Regions from separate parts of the Mus musculus genome. Here region 1 is linked to region 2. The links are chromatin contacts, called in public Hi-C maps. All regions are on one chromosome and are shown on one strand. The core of a region is the stretch at or near the end of the contact, and the rest is flanking DNA. Distances in the headings are between cores, read along the strand shown. Region 1 holds the start of Efna5 (ephrin A5). Region 2 holds the start of Nudt12 (nudix (nucleoside diphosphate linked moiety X)-type motif 12).

What was found. A called contact is a pair of places that touch in the nucleus more often than the background predicts.
Region 1: a Hi-C map of embryonic cerebral cortex shows a contact between it and region 2, with 5 times the contacts expected there. The contact joins the promoter of Efna5 here to the promoter of Nudt12 in region 2. A contact is called at or near these places in 1 of 39 promoter capture datasets (cranial neural crest) and 1 of 484 Hi-C or Micro-C datasets (embryonic cerebral cortex).

Annotation. Positions count from the first base shown.
Region 1 is chr17:62,877,557-62,883,380 of GRCm38.p6, forward strand. Efna5 (ephrin A5) reads right to left here and starts at 3,761. Exons shown (of 5, transcript NM_207654.2): 1 at 3,450-3,761. The coding sequence starts at 3,574.
Region 2 is chr17:59,010,361-59,015,750 of GRCm38.p6, forward strand. Nudt12 (nudix (nucleoside diphosphate linked moiety X)-type motif 12) reads right to left here and starts at 2,962. Exons shown (of 7, transcript NM_026497.3): 1 at 2,858-2,962; 2 at 683-894; 3 at 1-84. The coding sequence starts at 888. The region is part of intron 1 of Nudt12os (nudix (nucleoside diphosphate linked moiety X)-type motif 12, opposite strand); the gene reads left to right.

The DNA.
Region 1 (5,824 bases), core at 2,511-5,010, 3.9 Mb after region 2:
TAAATAGTTAAACTCTCTCTTCCAGTTAAGATTTTCATCATGCAAATGATTCCCTCACAGTCCAGCTCAGAATGCAGGGTGTTACAATTTTAGGTAAAACTCCAGCAGCCTTCGAATTAGAGAATGGTGAAGGATGCGTTTTGGCAAAAGTGATGTCGCAATCCTATTTACAGCAATACGTTCTCAGTCGCTTTTTCGCAGATTTGGACCAATTTGATGCGTAGAAATCAACTGGGTTCACTGTTAATAAACCCAGGCAACAATACTTAGCAACAGTTAAAAGGGCAATATTCATTGCCCAGGAGTGACAAGCGAGGAGACAGGCTCTACCTGGAACCCTATTTGGATAGAACATGAGTTTATATTTTCTTGAAATAACGACTTATAGATACTTAGGGCCTCAACACCAAGTCTGTAAAGATAGCACCATACAGTAGACAAAATTCCTTCTGCCACAGAAGTGACTTCAAGAACTTGTACAGAATGAACGGCCTAAAGATGATGACCAAGATATATTTGATTTTATTTCAACCTAAATTGAAATTGAAGCACAATTTCAAGCAGAATCTACTCCATTCACTTTGTGGACAGAAACGATCCATTCTTATCAGTTTAGTGTGTCCACTAAGCTTCTAAGTTAAAAAAAAATAATAAAAAAGATTTAAGTTGAATGTGATATTGCCTACTTATTTTCCAGAGACTGAAGTCTGTTTATTACTTTATTAACTTAGCAAAAATCTTGATACATTTTATAGAAGGTCAAAAGTCAGGTCTAACATTACAAAACCATGATGTCTATGAAAATGTTCATCTAATTTTTAATACTAAATAATCCCACACAAGTTCTACGGAATTGTTTGTTATCTCGGCAACTTTGAAATTACTTATTTTGCATTTGCCCCTTTTGGTTACATTAAAACTGACTTTTCCTGATGTATAAAAAAGAATAATACATTTCGGGGCTGAAGACATGGCTCAGCAGCTAAAAAGGCTTGCCAAAAAAATTACATTTCAGTTAATGAATCTGCATTAAAACTACTTATCACTACCTACTTTTTAAAGTAAGTTTTAATGCAACAGCATACCACGATAAAAGGCCTACATAAATCGGTAAGAATATTAAATATTGTATCTTAGAAAGGTCCCCGATTCTTTCTTTGGGATGCCATCAAACTGCTCATGGCCAAATAGTAAGTTATTTTCACAGACTTCAAATTAACATGCTGCTTTAAGACTATTCTTGGTCTTTTTTTAAAGTCTACAGATTATAACTGAGCAGGTTCAAAGCTACAATGGCATCCTGAGAGAAAGAGTTTTCTTTAGGAAGGGCAGATCTATTAAAAAACATGACCTATGACAAAAATCAATTTGCTAATCTCAAACCAAACAACGGTAGCAAAAGCATAAAACTGAAATAAAATGTCCGGGAACTTCCTGAGCCTAGCTTGACAGGTGAAGAGGGGTCTAGCTGATACTTCCTTCTGCTTAAATCTAAGACAAACTGAGACAGCCACCGTTCTAATGAATGAATACCAGGACAGAAAGATTCCACTTAATTATTTTTGAGTGACCAACAAGAGCAAAATGTCCCAAATTCAAATAACTGGCTCTACCTTATTGGATAAATCATTTAAGTTTAAAAATACAAACTGATGTTCCATGCATGCTGCCCCAGTAAAGTCCAAAGGTGCCTACCCCAAGCAACGTAATTAGACTTGCTTTTAACACCATTGCAAATGGAAAGCTTGTTCTATTTGTCTTGTCAGCTTTAATAAAAGGCATATTCTCTGGCAGAGCGTCATCTCTTTCTCTTTTCCTAATAGTGGCTAGTGGCGTGTCAAAGAGGAAATAGCTTCCCATTCTAATTCCCACCCCCACGACACCCTTTTTATTAAAAAACGCAAACTTTCAAGGATGAGCTAGGCAAGCACTTTAGGCTACCTGGGTGTGACTGGGCCGGCCGGAGTAACAGGGTGGGGCGATTTCTCCCTAGGATGGGCAATCATGAGCGTTCCTGGAGAAATCAGCTCTTCATCCCAGCTGACCCTTGACAACCGGGAAAACCTCTGAATTCATAACAGAGGGAAAGCTGGAGGCGCTAGAAAGGGCTGGTGGGAAACTGAATTGTAGGCGTCCGCCGGCCCCCTCGCCTAGAGCTTTAGATGCGCCACAACCACAGGCTCAGTCCTCGGTCTCCCGCCTCTTTCCTCACAACTTCCACTTCAGCCCAGAGAAAAACCTGTGATCCTAGGTACAAGCGACACTGCCTCCCTCCCAGAACAACACACCAATACTACCAGCCCACAGCTGAAAGCAGAGCGATGTGGGCCCAGCGGGACCGACTGCTGGGTCCAGATCCGGGAGAAAGTAAGGTTTGGGAGCAGCCCGGACCAGAAAGGGTCTGCCTGGTGCTGTGGACGACCCTCCTCCCCTCTCCGGGGTCCAGGATCGCAGGGTGGCTGCGGCAAGCTAGGGCCCAGAGCGTGCGCTAAGGAAGTCCCCGGCGCCCGCTTCCAGCCTCCCGCCAAGCCCGCAGGCTTTGGGGTCGCCTAGACGCTGTCGCAGGTAACCACGCGCGTCCCTCCAGCTGCACAGCGCCAGGCCCCGGGGCGAAGGCTCCCACCTTCCGGCTTGCCAACTCCAGCGGCTCGCTCTGCACTCGTGACGTAACCCGGCATTCGATCAAACTTTCTGGCACCTTAAGCCCACTGGGGGGGAAAGGAGGGTGCCCGAGCTGGGAGAATCCTTTCCAGGGCCAAGCGCGATGGGCCTAGACCGACTTGGCGGTGTGTGTGTGGGGGGGGGGGGGGTCACCTAACAGTTATCTCGCAGTTAAAAAGAACATTAAACCCTAAAGCTTCCGCTTTCCACTCACCCATCCCTCCAACCCCCCTTTGCTTCCCTCTAACCGGTACGCGCTCTCTCTATGCGCGCAAGGAGGTAAAAGAAGGCATTATGTTTAAGTAAAAATTTTAAAATTAAAAAAAAAAGAAAACTTTGATGCTATCTATCAGGATCCCGGCCTCAGCCCCGCGCCCCCCAGGCTCCAGGGAGGACCTCTTGGCAGTACGCACCCGAGGCTACCAGCACCCAAGCTCTAAGCCGGGATCCGGAGGTGCGGGCCAATCTCCCCGACTGGGAAGCGATGGCCCGGGTCCGGGGCTCCCGCCCATTCCCGTGTCTTCCCCGCACCCGGTCGGAGGCAGCGGCTCCGCGCAGCCCTGGGGATTGCTAGCAGCCGCCGGCCCTGCCGCCCTGGCTTAACAAAGAGCGGCGCGGAGCGAGCGCTTCCCGCCGGCGCCGGGCGGCCAGCGGCGTCTGGCGACGCAGGCTCCGAGGGCGCGCGCTGCCTGCGGCTGGTGCGCGCCGCTCCCGGCCGCCGTGTCCCCTGCTCCCGGCCCAGGCCCGCGGAGCCCGAGCTTTTGGCGCCCCCGCCCCGGCCACCTTACCTGGGGTTGCTGCTGTTCCAGTAGACGGCGTAGCGGTCGGCGACGACTTTGGAGCCCGGGTCCTGGCTGAACACACACATCCAGAGCACCAGAAAGAGCAGCGTCAACATCTCCACGTGCAACATCACGCCTAGCCAGCGGCGGAGCCCCCGACGCGCCACTCCGGGGAGAGATCGGGGATCCAGGGGGAGGGAGGGAGAGGGGCAGACGAAGAGAGCGGACGCCAAATAAATAGGAATAAATACGATGAAGGGGCGAGAGGCGCGCGGCGAGCGCGGGAGGAAGAGGAAGAGGAGAGAGAGAAGAAGGAGGCAGTGGCTGGGGCGGGGGGACAAACTCGCACCCCCACTGAAGGGCTCGGGAGGGGAGAAGAATCACAAGACGGAGAGACGCGTGCGTGTGTGCGGTGGCGGCGGCGAGGGCGGGGGTAGGGGTGCGGAGCTGTGTCTCGGGCGGCGGCTGCAAGCCGGTCACCCCGGGAGAGGGAGGTGCGTGCGGGGCCGGGCGGCGGCAGCGCGGGTCGGGGCAGGCGGCGGCGCGCGCTGCACAGTCACGGGGAGTTGAGCGCCGCGGCTGCGGGGAGACATACACCGGCCCGCCGGGCCCGGCTCAGTGTCGGCGCCGCGGTCTGCACGGGCTTCCTCCGCCGCGCTGGGCCCTCACCGTGCGCCCCGCTTTGTTCCAAGTTACTTTGGCGGCCGGAGAGAAACTGCAGGAGGAGGGCGCTGTGTGGAGGGGGGCGGGGGGGGGGGCGTCCTCACACTGGTGTCCCCAGGAGGCTGGAAGCAGTCCGGAGCCTCCCTTCTGTGCCTTGGCCAGGCGACCCCCCGCAAGGCTCGCAGGAGTCCTGTGGACTGCGGTACCCGGAGGTGCGCAGAGAAGAGTGGCGATCTGGATCCGCAAGCCCGGCTCTGCCGGAGTCCTGGAACTGCCCAAAGCCGCAGCCGAGCGCTCAGGCGAGGAGAGGAGGAGCGGGTCTTGCTTCGGAAAAGGCTCCAAGAAAAGTTTGGCTCTTCACGTCTTCCAGCAGGTCCCCAAAGGAGTCCGACCGCAGAGGCAGAGCGAGATGGCACCCCCGGGCGCTGGCTGAGTCGGGGATTTCTCCTGCTAGCTTGTCTTGGCCGGGTGTGGGTGCCGCGGAGTGAATGAAGAGCAGAGGTTGTGAACCAGCCAGCCAGGCGGGGCCGGGATGCCCAAACCTGCAGGGCGACGCCAAGCCAACTGCCGGGCTGAGAAGCGAGAGGGGAAACAATCACTTTCGGATGGAGCCCTCCAAGTCCGGGATGGGCTGATGACAGTCTCCGTTCGCCTTCCGGGAGAGAGGCTGAACCCCCGCACGGCGTGCCCAGAGCCCCGGGGGGGAGCTCTCAGAAGTGTCCCTGGGACTCGGACCTCTCCGGCCCCAACCCCAGCAACTTGTAGAGATTCATCAATCAGTTTGAAACCGGGAGGGAAAAAGGGAGAGGGAGCACACGCGAGCTGCTGGCACCTCCCCGATGACTACATCAGAAAACCTTCCCGATCCGGAGCTGCCTCCTCCTTCCCTCCTTAGGCACAGCAGTAACGAGAGGTGAAAGCCACCGACCGAATCCTAAAACCTCTGCCCAGGCGGGAAAATAAACTTGAGTGCAGCGGCGCGAGCAGCCTGGAGAGGTTGGGAAGACTGGCGAGAAGTAGAAAGGAGGGGAAAAGTCAGTTTTGCAAAAGAGGAGGGAAAAAAAAAAAAAAAGAAAAGGAGAGAAAAAATGCTTTATGGGAAAAAAAATCTCCTCGGGCACGCCCCCTCGTTAATGACCTGCGTGTAAAGCCGACTGCCGCGGCGGCCCAGGCGGCAGCAGCCTCGGCACCACGCGAGCCCGCGCGCGTGGACGTGGACGTGGGCCAGCGGGAGGGGGGCTCCGCCCGGGCGTGTTGCGCGGGGCGCTGGGTTGGCAGGCGGCGCGAGCGTGGGGGGTGAGCTCCGGACCGAGCAGGGGGAGGCGCCGCCGGCGCTGCTGCCTCCGCGGCCCAGGTCATGTGGGCTGCTCCCCTCCCCACTCCCCCTCCCTCCATGCAGTTTACTTGGAGGGTGGGGGGTGATTGGAGTAACCAGTCAGGGAGAGGCCTGCTGTTTGCTTACAGATCGGTTTTTTTTTTTTTCCCCTCTCTTTTCTCTAACCGGATTGGTTTGCTCCGGGAGAAAGAGGCGTTTTCCTCATCTCCTCCCTCCCCACGCCTCCACCCCCACCCCCGCCCCACCTTCCTGAAACCTGACTAATTGAATTACTGAGAGTGCCGAGGCACCCTCTCCGCGGCCCAGCCCGGCAGCACGAGTAACCCTTTGGTTGCTGAAGTGCGTCTGGACTCAGAGTGATTTGGCATCTTTTTTTTTTTTT
Region 2 (5,390 bases), core at 1,712-4,211:
AAGTTAGCTATATGCCTATAACCCCAAAATGCAGCAATATCCAGGGCGGTTTGCCTCGCTTTATTGACAAGTGATCTGTCACATCTAGAAAAATGGGGAGAAAAAAATATAAATTAAGTAAAAGGTTTCTCTTGTATTTATTTTACTATAATATACACATAGCCCCATTATTTATTTTTTTCCCTTTTTTGTCACTTGGTTCATAGTTCACTACTGAAAGTTAAAAGAATCCTGTAACAATGGTAAGAAATAGAAGATTAATGATAGTACACTTTTAAATAAGATGAAAAAGTATCTCTCTGTGTCACAAAGAAATGCAAACATTCTATATTATGGTATAATGAGATGCATATTGTTTATTTAAAAGAGGGGAATTAAACTCTCCCTGGGCATTGTTTTCAACAAAGTACCAAGGGTTAACATCTCAAATAAGAAAGTTGTCTCTTAAATGTAGCTTAGAGTTAGAGAACTTGCCTGATAGGCACAAGGCCTTGGGCTTACTTAATCCCTAACACTGACAAAAAACAAAAAAATTGCTTTAGTGACAAATCAGGCCCCCTTTCATATAATAAACTGGACAGTGAGCTATTTCCTAGCCCACTGATATAAATATGTCTACAGGAAACTGTGAAAAGACAAGATCCCAGATGTATCTTAGGTAGTACAGGTCCAAGATGTTTACCCTTTCTCAAGCAGAAACTGGACCACATCGGGATGCCCGTTCCTGGCGGCGTACATTAAAGCAGTCCATCCATTTTCAGAAGTCTCATTGAGAAGAGATGGAGAATGGCTGAGTATTCCTGCTAACTTTGCGACATTTCCCTCTGCGGCTGAACTGTGGAGTTCAGAAATCATCTCCTTTTTGGGATTTCTTTTAACAGAAGACATTTCTTCCTTTAAAAAAAAAATGAGATAGAAGTGAGAAAGACCTTATTGACAATTGCTCTTCGCACGAATGGATGAACATTATTTAGATGCTGATCTTGGAAAGGCAGCATGTTTCCAAACCAGTACACCTGTCAAAAGATAATTCATAGTCAACTGCTACTGCAGTAGAGAAGGGGGACCGAGCCGGGGCACAGAGTGGAGGGGGTTAAAGCAGAGAGAATTAGAGGCCAATGCTTATGGAGATGGTAAGTAGTACTCTGATTCTATACTATGCTATAGATGTCATGCCTCAAAGAAATTATGGTTGCACAGTTATTGAAGAGCTTTTAAAGCTTCACGTAAAAAAAAAATTACTGGTTAACCTTAACATAATTAATTTTGTGATCCATATGGTACTGAGTTTTGTTCATTGTGTGAGGTAGACTAGGTCAGGATTTATTTTAATTCACGGATAATTCCTGACTCAGCACCTTTCTTGACATTATCTGTGTCTGGCGGCCCGGCCATCGTTGTCACGAATTAGATGACAAGGCACTTCTGTATCGAGTGTTGGATGAAGGTTCTGTTGGCCTCTCTATTGTCCTTGAGGCGCTTTTAAGAATTACTAATGTTGTTGTCTGCCCTGTCATGCTGTTTGGTTGTTAACAAAGCAAAGCCACGTTTCTTAATGAATGCTATGTAGTCCATAATTCTGCTAAAAACCAAACAAAAAACAGATAAAAAAATATTTTCTGTTTCAAGCGTTAACTTCAAAATATTCTTGTCTCTTAGTACTGCAGGTTCAACCCAGAGCCTTGTCTCCTGGATTTTGAAACAGCAATGTGGCTAGTCAAATCCACAGCCTAGTCTGCATAAAGTTCAGGAAAACAATGGATCCAAGATTAACTTTCTGATTTGGCATGCGCTTTCCTGTTTGTGTCTTCTGTTTAACAATAATTTAAAACTGCTTAAGGCAATCCAAGAAACCCGCTGGAAAAAATCGGTTCAACAATGAAATGAGGAGTAACCTCTACATATCTCAATTTACTTTCATTTAGTGTGTTTTACTTATTTCCCACTTTTATCATATTGAAATCTTAAAATTCTTTAAAATATTGTAGTCCCCGTTGCGATATTCCAGGGCTTTATTTAAAAGTCTCTTCCTAACTCCTTTTCTTTGGTTAGAGTTTCTCCAGCGAGGTTCACTTTTAACACCTCACTGTTCCCTGTTCAGAGGTCACGGTTTCAGAGGTCATGGTTAGTCCCTGACTGCTCTCACTGATCACCCTTCAGCATTGCACATCCAAACATGCTGCGTCATACAGCACCCCCAAGGCAATAGTTGTGCATAAAACATTCTCTGGACTACGAAGTGAAAGGATAAGCCCCTTTCTCTTTAGCTTTCCCAATATCAATACTACCTGTTAATCATTTATTGGCAGGTTCTGTGGAAGGTGAGAATGAGAAGGTAGTATAAACCGTCGCCCCTATTTTCCAAGGCTATTCGGAGAGGTCGGTAAGAAGAGACTTGGATTTTAAAGGAACTATATTTTAACCAAACCAACATCCATTTTTACTAATTACTGACTTCATGCCCAAGGGCTGCCCAGCATGGCTTCAGCAGGCTACAATAAGCCCTCATAGTGGACCTGCCAATTAGCCCACCCACCATTGTTTAAAATATTCCCCTCGCTGGGGCTGCCCAGACCGATTTAACCCATTACGTGCATCCCACGCAAGCACGGTCTCTCCCAATGGCCACATGCCTTGAAGAGTTATTTTTCTCCTATTGTAAGATTTCTCCTTTCAAGGAGGGACACCTCCGACGTAGTTTGTTTTACCCCATCCAAAACTTGGCTGGCAATTTTAGCAGCCACCTGCCTGCAGGCAGCCGCAGGTCTGAGTCCCGCGCCTGGGGGCACGGCAAGCCGGGAGGGACGCCCTGGACGACTCGTCCTCGAACATACCCGGGCCAACTAGCGCTACTAACCCAAGGGATTATGAAGGAAAGAAACCAGGATTGCGACGGAAGACTCCTCGGCAAACTTAGTTGTCAGTTTTCCCGGCGTTGGAGTCAGCCTTCCGGACTTCCGGCAGAGGGCCACTGCCCTCGCATACCTTTATGGGAGATGTAGTTTACAGGCCATCGCCAGGTCCAGGAGGCAGGTTAAAGTGCAGGTCGGGTAGGGGTGGGGACTGGACTTCCGGACTTCAGGTGCTGGGAAAGATCACTAATCCTTCCCCAAAATGGAAGTGTGTGGAACTAAATGCTGCCATTATGATAACGAGGTCTGTGATTTTTTTTTTTTTTTTTTTTTTTTTTTTACTATTTCTCATCCAGCTCCCCAACTTTCCTTCAGACAAAGTTCATAGTTCAAATACATAGTTCAGTGACATTGAGTTTTCTATAGTGTCATGAAAATGTTAACGTCTGATCACACATTAAATTAGGATCAGCCTCTACATACGATTTGATTGGTCTTTTTTATATTGAAGTTTTAAAGTAATTTAAAATATTAAAACAAAACTGTGATCTTTCAGGACTTTTTCTTCCAACCTGCCTTTTCTTAAATGACTTAGCTGCACAGTTTCTCCAGTGAAATTTACTTAGATTCACAAGTCACTTAGATATGTGGCCTTAAGCAGGTCTCTCATCTCTGAAAAAAGCCCCACTTCACATTTTATAAAATGCCACTATAGAGTCTGCCTACCCTATTAAGTAATCCATATAAAGGTATGTTTGGAGATTCCATAATCCCTCCTCCACTGTAGGGTTACAGAAGATGCGTGAAAAACTCTTGGGACTAGAGTTGATACCTACAACACAATATTCTTGCTTTTATCAATTTAGTTTCCTACGATTTCATTCTCCAAAGTCTACAGAAATTATGTGACTCTTGGAATAACTTGGTCTTTAGTGGTCTTCTAATCCCCAAACCAGGGAATGGTACTTGTCTGTCAGCAACAACTTCAGGAGTGTTTTAAGACTGGCCATTGCATTCTGTACCTTCCAGGTCCTTTCTCATACTGAGGTTGCATATATATGTTGACAGTGTAATGCTTGAACTGGGAATTGAACCCAGAGCCTCTTGAGTGCATGATAAATGTTGTATTATAGTCAACCTACTAGCCAATTATACTTCCATGACTGCTTCTCAAAGTTTGTGCTATGTTCCTTCCTGTGGGCAGTTGTGTTGATTGGAAAAGAAAGATTGGCCTTCACAGGGTCAATGCATTGGAGTACCTGATCCTCAGTTGGTAGAATTCCTTAGGAAGGATTAGGAGCAGTGGCTTTGTTGGACTAGGTGTGTTAATTGGGAGTGGGACTTGAAGTTCCAAAAGCCCATGCCGTTCCCCATTAGTGTCCTTTGTCCGGACACCTGCCTCCTACTTGCAGATAAGTCTGTGAGCCCTCAGCTATGGCTTCATCACCATACCTGTCTGTCTGCCTGTCACCACACTCTACCATGATGCTCATGGGTCTCTCTGCTGAAGCTGTAAGCTTCCCCCATCAACCCTTCATTTATTTGTCCTCAGCATGGTGTTTTGTCACTGCAGTAGAGAAGTAAGTAAAGCAGAAATAATTACCAGACACATCAGAGATATGGCTACTAGATATTTCCCAAACTCACACTTTATTCTCCCTGCTCCACCTTATTTTGGGGACAGCATCTTTCTTGTAGTGCTAGCAGGAGCCTTGCTCCTCGACTAGGGCCACCCTTTAGGCTCCCCTGTAGGTCCCACTCTCAGTTCCTTTACTGGATCCATGGATATAGGCCTTGAAGATACCCTAAGTGGCTGTTCCAAACTTCAGGAAAATACAAGCATATCCTAATTTCAACATTATCATGGGGGATGGGCCTAGCCACTTTTCCTTCATAGGTTTCTCTCTTGACCTTTAACAACCAGTGTTGTTTGCAGCAGTGAGATCATCCTCTAAGATTTTTTTTAAAATAGTGTACACAAGACTTTGTTTAAACAATTGGTAAGGGTAGATAATTCTTCCCCTTTTATTCCCCTTAAATTATTGTTTGGAACATCCAAGGAATAGATCTTCAGTAGTTTGTCCCTTTGGGTTGTATGGAATGCCTGTGTCATGAACTATTTTGTGCAGGGTACAGAAGTTTTGAAATGCAGAAGAGGTAAAGCAGGAACATTATCTGTCTTGAGGGGCTGTGCACAGCCCAGCACTAGGTGCATTGCTTAACCATTTGTCTAGCCTGTTCTAAAGAGATGGGAAATTCCTCGCAGAAAAAAAGAGGCATTTTGATGGTATGGAAAACTCATGACTGTCATGAGCTTGTATTATGGTGGGGTGCATAGTAGCAGGGAAATAGAATAAGGACCTCAAGACCATGGCATTGTCTTGAATATTACTGTTGGCAGAGTTGTCAAGGAGATATGAGTGTAATTTAATATGAGCAACATAGTGAGAACTCTGGTGGTATTGCAATATTTCCCAAGTCCTATGGAAAAGATGGTACCACTGTTCATCCTAACCAATATAGACTGTCTCCAAGGCT